Regions from separate parts of the Zea mays genome. Here region 1 is linked to region 2. The links are chromatin contacts, called in public Hi-C maps. All regions are on one chromosome and are shown on one strand. Each heading gives the region's core, a stretch centred on a gene start, on an enhancer-like site or on the middle of the called end of the contact. The rest is flanking DNA. Distances are from core to core; before and after follow the strand shown. Region 1 holds the start of LOC100280309. Region 2 holds the start of LOC100282298 (protein transport protein SEC61 gamma subunit).

Region 1 (6,393 bases), core at 3,610-6,109, 420 kb after region 2:
CGAGCCCACGGGACTGCCCCCGGCCCGCCCCTACGACCATCGCATCCACCTGCTGCCCGGTACAGCTCCGGTGGCCGTACGACCGTACCGGTACGCACAGCTGCAGAAGGACGAGCTGGAGCGACAGTGTGAGGCCATGCTCACACAAGGCATCATACGACCCAGCACGTCGCCGTTCTCCGCTCCGGTGCTCTTGGTTCGCAAGGCGGACCGCTCGTGGCGTTTCTGCATCGACTACCGCGCCCTCAACGCCAAGACGTCCAAGGACAAGTTCCCGATCCCGGTGGTGGACGAGCTCCTCGACGAGCTCCATGGAGCCCGTTTCTTCTCCAAGCTAGACCTACGCTCAGGCTACCACCAGGTGCGGATGCACACCGATGACATCGCCAAGACGGCGTTCCGCACCCATCATGGCCACTATGAGTTCCTGGTCATGCCGTTCGGCCTCTCGAACGCGCCTGCTACTTTCCAGTCCCTGATGAACGACGTACTCCGCCCATATCTTCGGAAGTTTGTGCTTGTCTTCTTCGACGATATCCTGATCTACAGTGCATCATGGGCGGAGCACCTCCAGCATGTGGGCATCGTCCTCGAGACATTGCAGGCACACCACCTCCACCTGAAGCGCTCCAAGTGTTCCTTCGGCGCCACATCAGTGGCCTATCTGGGCCATGTCATCTCCGAGGGCGGGGTCGCCATGGACGCCGACAAGGTCGCGGCAGTGGCCTCCTGGCCGCCCCCGCGGTCTGCACGAGGCCTCCGGGGCTTCTTGGGACTAGCAGGGTACTACCGGAAGTTCATCAAAGACTTCGGCCTCATCGCAGCCCCGCTGACACGTCTCTTGCGACGAGACGCGTTTGCCTGGGACGATGACGCGACAACAGCCTTCCACGCCCTAAAGCACGCCCTAACGACGGGTCCAGTGCTCCAGATGCCGGACTTCGCCAAGCTCTTCGTCGTCGACTGTGACGCGTCAGGTGCAGGGTTCGGTGCTGTCCTTCATCAGGGCGCGAAACCTCTCGCCTACTTCAGCAAGCCATTTGCAGCCCGCCACCTTAAGTTGGCGGCCTACGAGAGGGAGCTCATCGGCCTCGTGCAGGCCGTCCGTCACTGGCGCCCATACTTGTGGGGGCGCCACTTTTCTGTTCGGACTGACCACTACAGTCTCAAATTCTTGCTGGATCAGCGCTTGTCCACAGTTCCTCAGCATCAGTGGACCAGCAAGTTGTTCGGTTTCGATTTCTCGGTGGAATACAGGCCGGGGCGCCTGAACACCGTGGCCGACGCCCTGTCCCGCCGTGACTCGGAGGCTGCCGTGGAGGACACGGCTATGGCAACACTGGCCATCTCGGGCCCGACATTCTCCCTGTTGGACGACATCAGGCGGGCGCTGGCAGCTGCACCTGACGGGCAGCACCTCCTCCAGCAGCTGCGGGACGGCGTATTGGCTGTGCCATGGCGCCTCGTCGACGGGCTGCTCCTGCACGGCACACGCATCTTCGTGCCGAACTACGACGACCTGCGCCACCAGGTGCTGACACTGGCGCACTCGGCAGGTCATGAGGGCATCCAGAAAACCCTCCATCGACTACGGGCAGACTTCTACATGCCACATGATCGCGCGCTCGTCCAGGACTGGGTGCGCACCTGCACCACGTGCCAGCAAAACAAGACACTGGCGCAGCAGCCGGGCGGCCTCCTGCAACCCCTTGAGGTGCCGTCCCAGGTGTGGGCCGACATCTCCATGGACTTCATTGAGGGGCTGCCCAAGGTGGCAGGCAAGTCCGTCATCCTCACGGTGGTGGATCGCTTCTCCAAATACGCCCACTTCATCGCCCTCGGCCACCCCTACACCGCGTCGTCCGTAGCACGGGCATTCTTCGACGGCATCGTACGACTGCACGGGTTCCCGTTGTCTATTGTCAGTGACCGGGACCCCGTCTTCACCGGGCACGTGTGGCGCGACCTCTTCAGGATGGCGGGGGTGACACTAAAGATGAGCACCGCCTTCCACCCACAGACGGATGGACAATCGGAGGTGGTCAACAAAATTATTGCGATGTATCTTCGGTGTGTCACCGGCGATCGACCGCGGGCATGGGTGGATTGGCTGTCCTGGGCGGAGTATTGCTATAATACCTCCTACCACACAGCATTGCGTGCCACTCCCTTCGAGGTGGTCTATGGCAGATCCCCACCGTCCATGCTACCTTACACGCCAGGGACGGCACGTACTGAGGCCGCAGACGACATGCTACGCTCCAGAGATGAGATGCTGGCCGAGGTGCGCCAGCGCCTTTTGCAGGCCCAGCAGCTCGCCAAGAAGTATTACGATGTCGGGCATCGGGAGGTCCAGTTCCAGGTGGGCGACTGGGTGTGGCTACGCCTGCTACACCGCACCTTTCAGTCCCTCCATCCGCGCGCGAAGGGAAAGCTGGGACCTCGCTACGCAGGCCCTTTCCGTGTCCAGGAAAGGATTGGGTCGGTAGCCTACCGCCTGCAGTTGCCAGATGGTGCTCGCATCCATGATGTCTTCCACGTCAGCCTGCTGAAGCCGCATCGTGGGGATCCTCCTGCAACTCCGGGGACGCTTGACCCAGTGATGGATGGTCGGCTGCTTCCTGTGCCGGCCAAGGTGCTTCGCGCTCAACTTAGGAGGGGCGTGTGGCAGGTTCTCGTACAGTGGCGTGGACTGGCTGAAGATGACGCCACATGGGAAAAGCTTGAAGAGTTCCGTGCTGCTTACCCCAACTTACAGCTCGAGGACGAGCTGTTTGAGAAGGCGGGGAGAGATGTTATGTATGGCCAAGCCTATGTTAGGCGCAATAGGGCCAAGGCTGCCCAGGTGGGGCCCAAGGCCCAATAGCTAATAGATAAGCTCTATCTAGTTAGTTATACTTATCCAAAGTTAGTAGATAAAGATCAGCTCTATCTAGATAGTTATACTTATCCAAAGTTAGTAGATAGACTTGAGATAGCTCTATATATAGATCTGTAAACTCTGGAATAAAGGCAAGCAGAATTCCAATCTATTCTGGCTTCCCAGAGGGAGCCAGAGTCTCCTGTGATCTTCTCCCTGCGCGCAACCCAGCCAGGATCACGACGGCGCCCCAACGCCGCCACCCTGGTCCCACCAAATCCCCTCCCTACAATCTACGCAATCTGCCCGGTAGAATCCGTAGTTCTACCACATATAGTCCATGAGAAGGCACACTAACCAATATGTTGAATCATTTGCCACTCTTTGCTTCTCATATCTCTTCACCTGCACCATAAAGTACACTTAACATATTGTATTAGGCAAAGCTAACGGGCTCTCCGGGCAATGAGAAACTCTTTACCTCTTCGCAAATATAACGCGGCGAAAGGCTGCCAGAAGCAAGCCAAGGAGAGAACTTTGTGGAGTAGTCTGGACCTAACATGCCGTTCCTGGTCACCTTGTAATCTTTCAGCTGATCCTTCTTCCAGAAGTACTCATGTACCCTACCAAGAGCTGCGCTCTCTCCTCCTATGAAATGCATTCCTTTCTCAGACTGCAGAGAGAAGAAACGGTAGAGATTAAACCTAGAACAGGTGAATCACCTGACTAAAGCACAACTAGCTACAAGCCTACAGCTAAACCTGCCTTCGTAACACTGGGGCCTAGTGACTCCAGTGTTGGTACTGTCCCCCATCCTCCAATCTCATCTATGCTGGAACTAGGGGGTGGACCGAGCGACGTTGGCAACTTGGCGCAGTTCCTAACTGAGCACTTCGATTCAACTGCCTGGCAAGAAGCACGGCTTCATCATTTAACCATTACGCCTGCAAAAAAGGCCTAGAATTTGCAAAGAAAATCGCAACCTTTCTGAACTGTGTGTACACGTCTGGCAAGCTGCTAACTGGGAACGGGAGGTCATCGATGTGGTACATTGTTGCTCCCCAGATGAGCTGCAACCTGGGGTTCAGAGGCCTCTTCGGGACAGATGCTCCTCCTTGAGCAATCTGGACTTGTTCCAAGCCTTTGCTCACTAGGCGTTCGACGAGGAGCTCTTCGCTACAGGTTTCCTTATGAGCGTATATCTGGAGACACATCGCTTACTGACTTAACCTTTGGTGCCTGTCATGAGTTTAGTACCTAAAGATCCAGAATTCAACTATGCTAACATTGGTTGAGAGATAAATATGAGGGTGCAGAAGGGGAACCTACTGTGTGTGCACTGACGGCCTTTGCAATTGAAGGAAGGATCTCTTCAGGCTTGCCATGCCGGACTAGCAAATCGAGGCCCTTTTTCCTCAGGCTCTGCTTCAGGTCTCCTAAACACTCTATCAAGAACTGCGCCCTCAATGCTGAACAGGTGATTAAGTTTCACCAAACACAAACAAATACACGTAAATCACCAATATTTTCTAATCAGGCTATGCTTGCTTGCAGTTGGCTCTACGACGACAACAGATCAGCATTACCCCTGACCTACTCAAATCCCAGAAGCAGCAGCAACGAGCAAAATGCAGAATCGCTAGGTCCTCACCTCCCTTCTTGGGGAACCCAAAGTAATGCGTGCTCCCCGCAAAGACCCGCGGATCGACACAGTACACCGGCAGGACCGCCTCGGAAGCCGCCCATGCTCGCAGAAGCGCCTCGTTATCGATAACTCGGAGGTCGTTCCTGAACCACACGACGGCCACCCCGACGCCGCCTCTCCTCAATAAGCTCGGCGACGTGTACCTCCGGAAGGCTTCATCTGCCACTGCGCAGGCCTCGTCGGCGCCGAGGGAAGGCACCGACACCGCCGCACCGCGCACCGAACGGGACGAGGAGCTCGAGGGGGAGGCGCTCATGGTGAGGAAGCGAAGATTGGAGGGTGGGCTCGGGAGGAGGAGGAATCGGGGACGGAGAGGGGAAGAGGAGATGTAGTGGAGCATTTCTTGATTGGACTGGTAGTGGTAGTTGGGAGTTTTGAGAAGTGAGGGGGTGGTTTGGAAAGTTGGAACCGGAAGGTGGAGGGAAGAGCGGAGAATGGTGCCGCGTGTCCGGGTTCTACTGGTGCTACGTGGCTTGATGTGGGCCTACTGAAATAGGTTGTGGATATTGTAGGCCTGGGTCGAATTAAGACGGATGGGTCCATCGTCCACATGTCAGTGTCTCATCTGGGAGATGGAAAATGTACTACTCCATCCATTTAAATTAAAATTCGTTTTAGATATCATCTCTATCCTAAATTAAAATTTGTTTTAGATAATTAATAGATTCATAATAACATTATATATGAGTTATATATATATTTCTAGATTTATTATCTATTTAAATATAGACGTAACAATCAAGAACTAAAATAAACTGAGGTAATATATTATCTCCTAAAAAAATATAAATATTATGTTTTGTGATTCTGTATTAGCTGCGGCTGAAATGCGCTTACTTCGCTCAAATAACTTTTTGCTATGGTTCACCAAAACGACCGTAGACAGTTGATTTAGAAGTTAATTATCACATGTTACCTAACAGAAGTTAATAATAAAAAAAGTAAGAAATATTTTCCTATTAAACATATCTAACATACATATGTATACGCTCTATTTTAAATTAAGTGCATAGCAAAATCTAATACATAAAAAAATCAAAATAACTTTGTTAAAAAAACAAGATGACTTATAATTTAAAACAGATAGATCATCATTCACGTGTCAGTGTCTCATATTGGAGATGAAAAATGTACTCTACTAGTATATCTCCTCTAGCAGCAGCTCAAATACGCTTACTTTGCTGAAAATTGATCACAGTGAAATTTAAGAAATGCTAACACCTAATTCAGTAGAACGCATGATAAAAGATTTAATAGTGACAAAATTAAGACTGCATTTGTGATACATCTGTTGTAATCTCTGTGTCTACAAAGAATGGATCATATCATGACAGTATAACACTCTGACAAAAACTGTTCTCCAAGAATAAAGAACTAATGAGTTGGGAGTTGGGTGGAAGACTATGGAGACATACATTGAACACGATAAATTACTATGAGGGCAGTGCCATTCTATAAACATCGCTGTGGCCGTTTTACCCATGACTCAGCTCCAAGCCATCACAGCTGTTGCAGTTGTACCGGTATCTTCAGGCCCAGATCCTAATAAGTACGGACTTCACAATTTACATATAAACAGGAAGAGAAAAAAGCTTGTCGGATTTGACAGCACAAGGCAAAGAATCCGGTAGGACTCAAACAGATGTGTAACTGGTAAATTGCTTCAGTAGGTTGTCAAGTGCTTCAGGATTAAACTTCCTAGCGAAAAGATAGCACGGTCTCTTTGATCCATTCCACAAACACGGCTTCTGCATCACAAGTTTCTGCAATGGGGGAAAAACAGCACACCAGCATTCAATGGTTGTTGAGACGCGTGGAAACTGGAAAT
Region 2 (7,030 bases), core at 1,671-4,170:
ACGGTCGGCTTCGCCAAAGAAGGAAAAAAATCCGCACCGGACAGTGTCCGGTGGTGCACCGGACTGTCCGGTGCGCCAGGCGACAGAAGGCAAGAATTGCCTTCCTGGAATGCTCTCAACGGCTCCTAGCTACCTTGGGGCTATAAAAGGGACCCCTAGGCGCATGGAGGAGTACACCAAGCATTCTCTAAGCATTCCTAAGCACCAAGACTTCGATTCCGCGCATTTGATTCTTTGTGATAGCAACTAGAGCTTCATTTGAGTTGTGAACTCGTCGGGTTGTGTTGTGAGCTCTTGTTGCGACTTGTGTGCATGTTGATACTCTGATTTCGTGTCTTGTGTGCGTTGCTCATCCCTCCCTTACTCCGTGCTTCTTTGTGAACATCAAAGTGTAAGGGCGAGAGGCTCCAAGTTGTGGAGATTCCTCGCAAACGAGATATAGTAAAGCAAAGTAAAACAACGTGGTATTCAAGTGGGTCTTTGGACCGCTTGAGATGGGTTGATTGCAACCCTCGTCCGTTGGGACGCCACAACGTGGACTAGGCAAATGTTGAACTTGGCCGAACCACGGGATAAACCACTGTGTCTATCTGTGATTGATCTTCTTGTGGTTATCGTGTCTTGCAAAGACTCTTCTCTTGTCACGTGGCATTCTTGTGCTAACTCCTAATCAAGTTTTGTGGTATTAAGTTTCAAGTTTTACAGGATCACCTATTCACCCCTCCCCCCCTCTAGGTGCTCTCACAAAGGTTAGATGATGAGATCACTAAAAATAGCACCTCCTTGCACACAAGGCAAACACTTTAGCCGAGCTAATCATTTAACCTTGAGTTGCTTGCTTCTGAAACATCTTACAATTTGACATGCTTCACTGTTCGTGCATGCAGAGAACAAGGAACCAATAGAATTTGGCGGCAAACCAAGTGCTGCTTACTGGATAATTAAAGACATTCTTTCCCACTAAAACATAATCAGGTAGTCAGAGAAATAATGAAGTCATACCATATATTGCTCCCAGTGTAGCAATCCAATCTGATAATCTTAGAAAGTGATAGCTGTAAAGCAGAAAACGATGTGTGACCGATCTATCTGTTCACATGCCAAATTGAGAACGGGACGAGTGGGGTCACGTCAGGAATCAGGTTGGTAATACGTTGAGTAGGTGGCGAGTGGGAGAGTTTTCGAAGCATCAACGGTGGAAACATGGCAAGGGTTGGGCGGTGTACGGTGTACCTCCATGGCGTGTTTCAAGCGACTGTACTTCCGAAGCTCCCTGACGACGTGATTGAGCTGATAGTTCTGCACTGTGCGGCCCTCCTTCGCCCATCGCCGCAGCACCACCACCACACTACGCTTCGGGTAGATGAGCTTCAGCATGCGCTGCCCTGGTGTGTCCCCACTCCTCGTAGTGCCGCCCGCGTGACCGCCTCGGGCAGAGGAACTTGGCGATGCAGGTGTAACCGGTGGTATGTGGAGGGCTTGTCGAGGACGGCGTGGGCGGAGATGACGTGGGCGGTGAGGGTATGGCCGTGCATCTAGGGGCGCGGTTGGTCCACGGTGGTGAAGCACCGTCATTGGGGCTCGTGCTAGGGGCGGGCCGTAGCGGACGGTGCCAGGGGCGGGGCGTTGACCGAAGTGCAGCATGCCACGGTGGTGGCGACCCCCGCCACGAGCTCCCCTTCCAAGTGCGACGCCGACTCCTCGCCCTTGGTAGCGTCCCCCGCATTGTTGGAGATAAGTATGAGCTCCGCCCCCACCAGAGGTGGCCGCTCCCGCCCCCTCGTCCGCGCCCTCCTCACGTTCAAGGACCCTAGGTCCCTAGACGGAGGGGGAAGGGGCATGTTGCACGGGGAACCGGCGACCGACAACCCAGATGTTCTCATAGCAGCGGCGGGCGGATGGGTGGCACCATAGCTACTTCGGGCGACATTTGCTTCGGATGGGCGGCGACAGTGGTAAGAAACCCTAGACGGCGCTCGCAATGACCTCAGCTACCCGATCCTGTCTGCTTTGCGAAGTGATTTGAGCCGTAGCGAGCGGTCCGCCATCGGACCTGTCCCGACATGCGAACGCGGTGGGGTTGCGGATGCAGATGGGCGCGCCCCAACATGCGCGGAGCATGCTTGGCGCAGCATGCGGGGGAGGCAGAAGAGGCGGAACGGAGGCAGAAGAGGCGGAACGGATGGGGATCGCAGGCGCAGTGGATGGGGCTTTTGGCTTCACGAGGCGGATCAGGGCGTGTGGTGGTGGGCGAATCGAATGGTTGAGATTGCCGAACGATATATCGGACGGTTGAGATTGTATAATGGCAGAACGACAGGCTACCCTTGCCGTCTTAATAAGTAGTAGAGATAATGTCAACTGTGGGAATTCTTATAGTAGCACACTATAAAACTGTATATCCGTTTATGTTTATGTTGTCGATACTGTGGCAATTGAAGAAATTGAGGATTGTCAAATTGATTTGGTAGGAAATAATGACTGTCTACAATAGAGTTTGAAGATTAGAGGATGTTGAACTATAGATGACATTATTTATAGAGAAAAGTTTGAAGAGAATTTTGTACTGTGGAGATAGCCTAACTGTCATACGGCGTACATCCCAGCAGGGCAGCACTAGAGACGATCTAATCTGTTTGGTTGTGGGACAGCCAGGACAGGGACATCCCCTGTCGTCCTCTCCTGTCCCTCTAATTTTAAGGGACAACAGAGGACAACACTGGATAGTCCTGTCCCAATCCTTGTCCCAGAACCAAACAATCTAATTTTAGGGATCGTCCCATCCTATCCCGTCCTGTCATTGCAACCAAACGCAAAAAACGGTGACAAAAATCTTGAAAAAAGCAACGTTGTGATTTGTGGAATGACGTGGCTCTGTGATGTACACTGTATAATAAAGGGGCCACCCATCAGGAGAGACAAGCAAATTTCCCAAACGCAAAACCGCATCCTCTCATCAGCTTCCTTCCACATTCGTCTCGAGATCTCGCCCCGTCGCCATGGACGCGATCGACAGCGTGGTGGATCCCCTCCGCGACTTCGCCAAGGACAGCGTCCGCCTCGTCAAGCGCTGCCACAAGCCCGACCGCAAGGGTACCTGCCAGGATCCCTCCTTCCGCCGCGCCCTGTTCGTATCCGAGTTGTTTTGGTTCGACCACCGTCAGATCTGACGGTGTTTCTCTGGGATCTGTGCTTGCAGAGTTCACCAAGGTGGCGGCGCGGACGGCGATCGGGTTCGTCGTCATGGGCTTCGTCGGCTTCTTCGTTAAGCTCATCTTCATCCCCATCAACAACATCATCGTCGGTTCCGGCTAGGTTCGTGTCTACTATTCCATTATTATCTACCCAAATCCGTTAGATTTTCTTGTTTCGATGTCGTTGTTTGCGGATCTGCGGTGCGCGGTTCTGTTTGTGTGTGCACGCTTTTGAGGGGTGAAATTAGGTGGTGCGGAGACCGTGGGGCTGGTAACATCTCGGCCGATCTGAGTATGCTTGTTCACTATGGCTGTGAATTTTGTTTTCGTGGCCTATCATTCTCGATTAGGTGGAAACTGGGTTACTGGATTTTACCTCCATGATCTTTGGATAGAGTCAGATATACTTGTAGCAAGAGAAATTTTAGCAGTATACTTATCAGAATAAAAATTCTAGCAGGTGATTACTGCAGTTTCATCTGTTCACATTTGCAGTAGCAGTAGCGGATTATGTAAGTCGTTGGTCCCAACTGGTTGTGACTTGTGAACCCAGTTTTGAATCCCAGCCTCAAGTCAGTATCAGTTTATAACTCATCAGAGTTATTTATGTAGGTTTAGTACAAGTTGCAAAGTTGTTCCTTTTGTCTGAGTTGCTGAGGAGAGTTGGACTCTATCATTCCTCACTACTCTACATATGGGACCTATTATGCTAAAACACGTTGTCGAATTTCCAACTCAAATACTACCAAGGCAAACATAATTGTACATTGTATAGTACCGGCCCTTGATTTATTTTGTTATTGGAACACATTTTTTGCAACCTTCCTAACTGCAAACATGATGGTTCAAGCTATGCGAATGGCGGATTCCCTCTCATGGTTATTAAAGCGGTAGAACGTTAAGAACCAACTTTTCAACGTTTAAATGTTTAAATGAACGTTGAAACGTCTTTTCAGACTAACATAAAACATGATATACTCTTTTAACCTCTTTTCCGGAAGGTAGATGAGACACATATACAAGTTTCAATGGGAATATTCAAACAGGTAAAAGAAGAAACAAAAAGAAAACCATGTGTGGCTTCTTCAGAAGGAACCCAGTAAAAACAGTGTGCTTGAAGCAATAGCACGCAGACACACCTCAACATTATATTTGAGCATCAGACCAAAATCACTACAGCAGAAACTGCAGCTTCATGGTTGCAATCAAGGGCACGGCACAAACTTTTAATCTAAATGAAAAAAGATATGAAGAATCTTATAACCAAAAAAAACCTACCAGTTAGCAACCCAATGAGCCTATGCACAAAACCGAAGGCGCCCTTCAGAAGCCGGATAAACAGTAGTGCACCTCAAGCTCATCCCATGGAGACTTTAGCACCACCACTCAAGCCCAAATCGTTGTGCATGCACAGCTCAGAAAGACAAGCGAGCAGGATGGACGATTCTACTGTAGCATGATTAAAAACAGCATCAGCACTTCAGCTTCAGCAGCATTCGTCAATATTGCATATGCATGGTGGCTGGCGCACTGGCTGGCTGCGCAGTGCACTGTGTTTTGGATACGAACAGCAGCAGAATGTGAATACGAACAGCAGCAGAATACGAACAGCGGTTGGACCTGCCGACCCGGGCGGTTGCGCACTGGCGGCTCTCTGGAGCAGGCGCACTGCGCACTGGGCGGTTGCGCCTGGACTGTGCACTGGCGGCGGCTGTAGGTGGAGGGAGGACCGGAGGAGGGAGGAGGGGGGCGGCGGCGTACCTGGAGGGCGGAGGACGGCCGACGGCGGCAGCGTCTGTCTCTGGCGGCTCCGCGGCTGTGCGTCTGGCAGTTTGGCGGCTGGAGCAAGCTTGCTGGTTAAAGGCCCATTAAGGCCCAACAACTTATAGACGCACATAACGTCCGTAGAACGGGTAAAACGTCCAGAACGCGCGTTCCGACGTTTAAACGTCGCTTAAACGTCCAAAACGGACGTTCTACGCAGTTTTTTTAAAACGTACGGACGCTTTAACTCCTAATCACGTTTTAGCGCTTAAACGACGCTTAATCGTCGTTTAAACGACGCTTTAATAACCATGTTCCCTCTAAATCTAGTCGTGACAATCTCCCCCAGCCCCCAATAAGGATTTTTTCAACAAAACCTATTGATGATCAATTATGGATGGATGCTTATAACGTGGATTTATTTTTGCATAAGGGAGCTGAGTAGTTGACAGTTCATCTCTTTGATAAAGTTTTATTTTGCCAGCTTCTGTTTTGAGGAATGGTTAAGGCTTTCGAGTAGCACCTCTAGGTCTCAGGTTCGATCCGCCTCGGTGCGAATTTCGGGCTTGGTTAAAAAATCCTCTTGCTGTGCCCGGCCCGCTCCCGTGTTACGTCCTGCGCGCCACCATATGGCTGGACCATTGTAGAGTGGACGGTGACGGCCCTCTAGTGATGGGGGACAGGGTTCGGGGATTTTCTCGGCCGGGACCATGTTTCGATCTCTTCTTAATATAATACCGGGAGGACGGTCTTTCCCTGCCCGACCGAGTTTTTTGTTTTGAGGAATTATGATTAAGTGAAAACATCACCGTTTGAGGGACAAGTTGGCTTCCTAACTATTTCTATTAGGGAATCACATGTCCAACTCTTGCTGTATCGCTAAATTTTGAATTTATTGGAAAATCTGATTCAAATTTGAAACACTGATTCCCCGACTATATCGTAGCATGATTGATGGATTTGTAGACATGATCACTCTTGCTACCGACTACGGAGTAAAAAAAAGGGTATATGTTGTGTTACCGATGGCATTACAATAGAATGTTTCAAGCATTTCCATTTCAGGTCACTTGTAAATAGAAGCAATGCACAATTCGAGTAGCTAAGTAATAATTTCCTGTTCTCATGCGAGTACAATGAGTGTGCTAATGACTTCTCCTGTGGTTTGTGCAGGCTTACAGGAGTACAGGGCGACTAGCATGGGAGTAGTGCAATACTTTTGGGAGCAATAGATAACGAGGATCCTGGTCTTTCGAATAGTATTGTTAATGAAATTTTTCGTTCGGTTGTGTTTCTGATGTAATCGTTGTACTGAGTAGACCTTCTGGATACCGGATTCTGAGTAGACCTTTGAATCCTTGATGGATCAGCCAATCTCGGAAAGGAAGTTTCGTATTTTGTTGTTCCGTTAAGCTGTTTGCTGTTTGCTCTCATGGTGATGGTAAGCCTGATTTAGGTGTCGTTCGGTTGCTAGGGATTGAAGTAGTTAAATTCCTCTAGTCAAAATTATATAGAAGAGAATTTAATCTCTATCAATCCACTTCAATCCAAATGTAACTCAACAAGGTCTCTCTCAATCCACTTCGTAGAGTGGAGTTTGAAACGAGAATGATGAGAATGAGTAAGATATTGGAGATAGCTTTAGTGGTTTAGTATATTTGCGGGCAGCATTCGGAATTTGAGCTGGGATTCCATGGTTGTTTTCTATGTTGAGTGTTAATTTTTTATGTTTTGTAAGTTGGGTAGTATTTTCTTCGTCCATAAATGTTTGTCGCTATGGTATTCGTTTGGTAGTATTCACTTCATCCACAAATGTTTGTCGCTATGGTATTCGTATCGGTCAAACTTTATTAAATAGGACTAGCTTTATAAGATATATTAGCAAGATTTGTATCTTCCAATAATTTTACTATAAAAACGTATTTAAAGATCTGTCTAATGATTCTAATTATATATTATAAAGATTAATATTATCTTATATAAATATGGTCAATGTTAAAAAAGGGGATTGAAGTAGATTAAATCTCTCTAGTCAAAATTAAATAGAAGAGAATTTAATCTCTATCAATCCA

What was found. Hi-C and Micro-C count contacts between places; a contact is called where the count stands out from the background.
Region 1: a contact with region 2 is called in a Hi-C map of endosperm, with 2.5 times the contacts expected there. The contact joins the promoter of LOC100280309 here to the promoter of LOC100282298 in region 2. A contact is called at or near these places in 2 of 25 Hi-C or Micro-C datasets (ear and endosperm).

What each region holds. Positions count from the first base shown.
Region 1 is chr9:113,592,716-113,599,108 of Zm-B73-REFERENCE-NAM-5.0, forward strand. It overlaps LOC100280309, which reads right to left and starts at 4,860. Exons shown (of 12, transcript NM_001153235.1): 1 at 4,512-4,860; 2 at 4,190-4,329; 3 at 3,844-4,062; 4 at 3,626-3,766; 5 at 3,342-3,533; 6 at 3,219-3,265. The coding sequence starts at 4,821. LOC100275724 reads right to left here. Exons shown (of 11, transcript NM_001371724.1): 11 at 5,820-6,328. The coding sequence ends at 6,200.
Region 2 is chr9:113,172,938-113,179,967 of Zm-B73-REFERENCE-NAM-5.0, forward strand. LOC100282298 (protein transport protein SEC61 gamma subunit) reads left to right here and starts at 2,921. Exons shown (of 3, transcript NM_001291547.1): 1 at 2,921-3,093; 2 at 3,200-3,315; 3 at 6,132-6,356. The coding sequence starts at 3,000. The coding sequence ends at 3,315. LOC109942238 (a long non-coding RNA gene) reads right to left here and starts at 5,463. Exons shown (of 2, transcript XR_002264925.2): 1 at 4,956-5,463; 2 at 4,314-4,643. It also overlaps the pseudogene LOC103638870.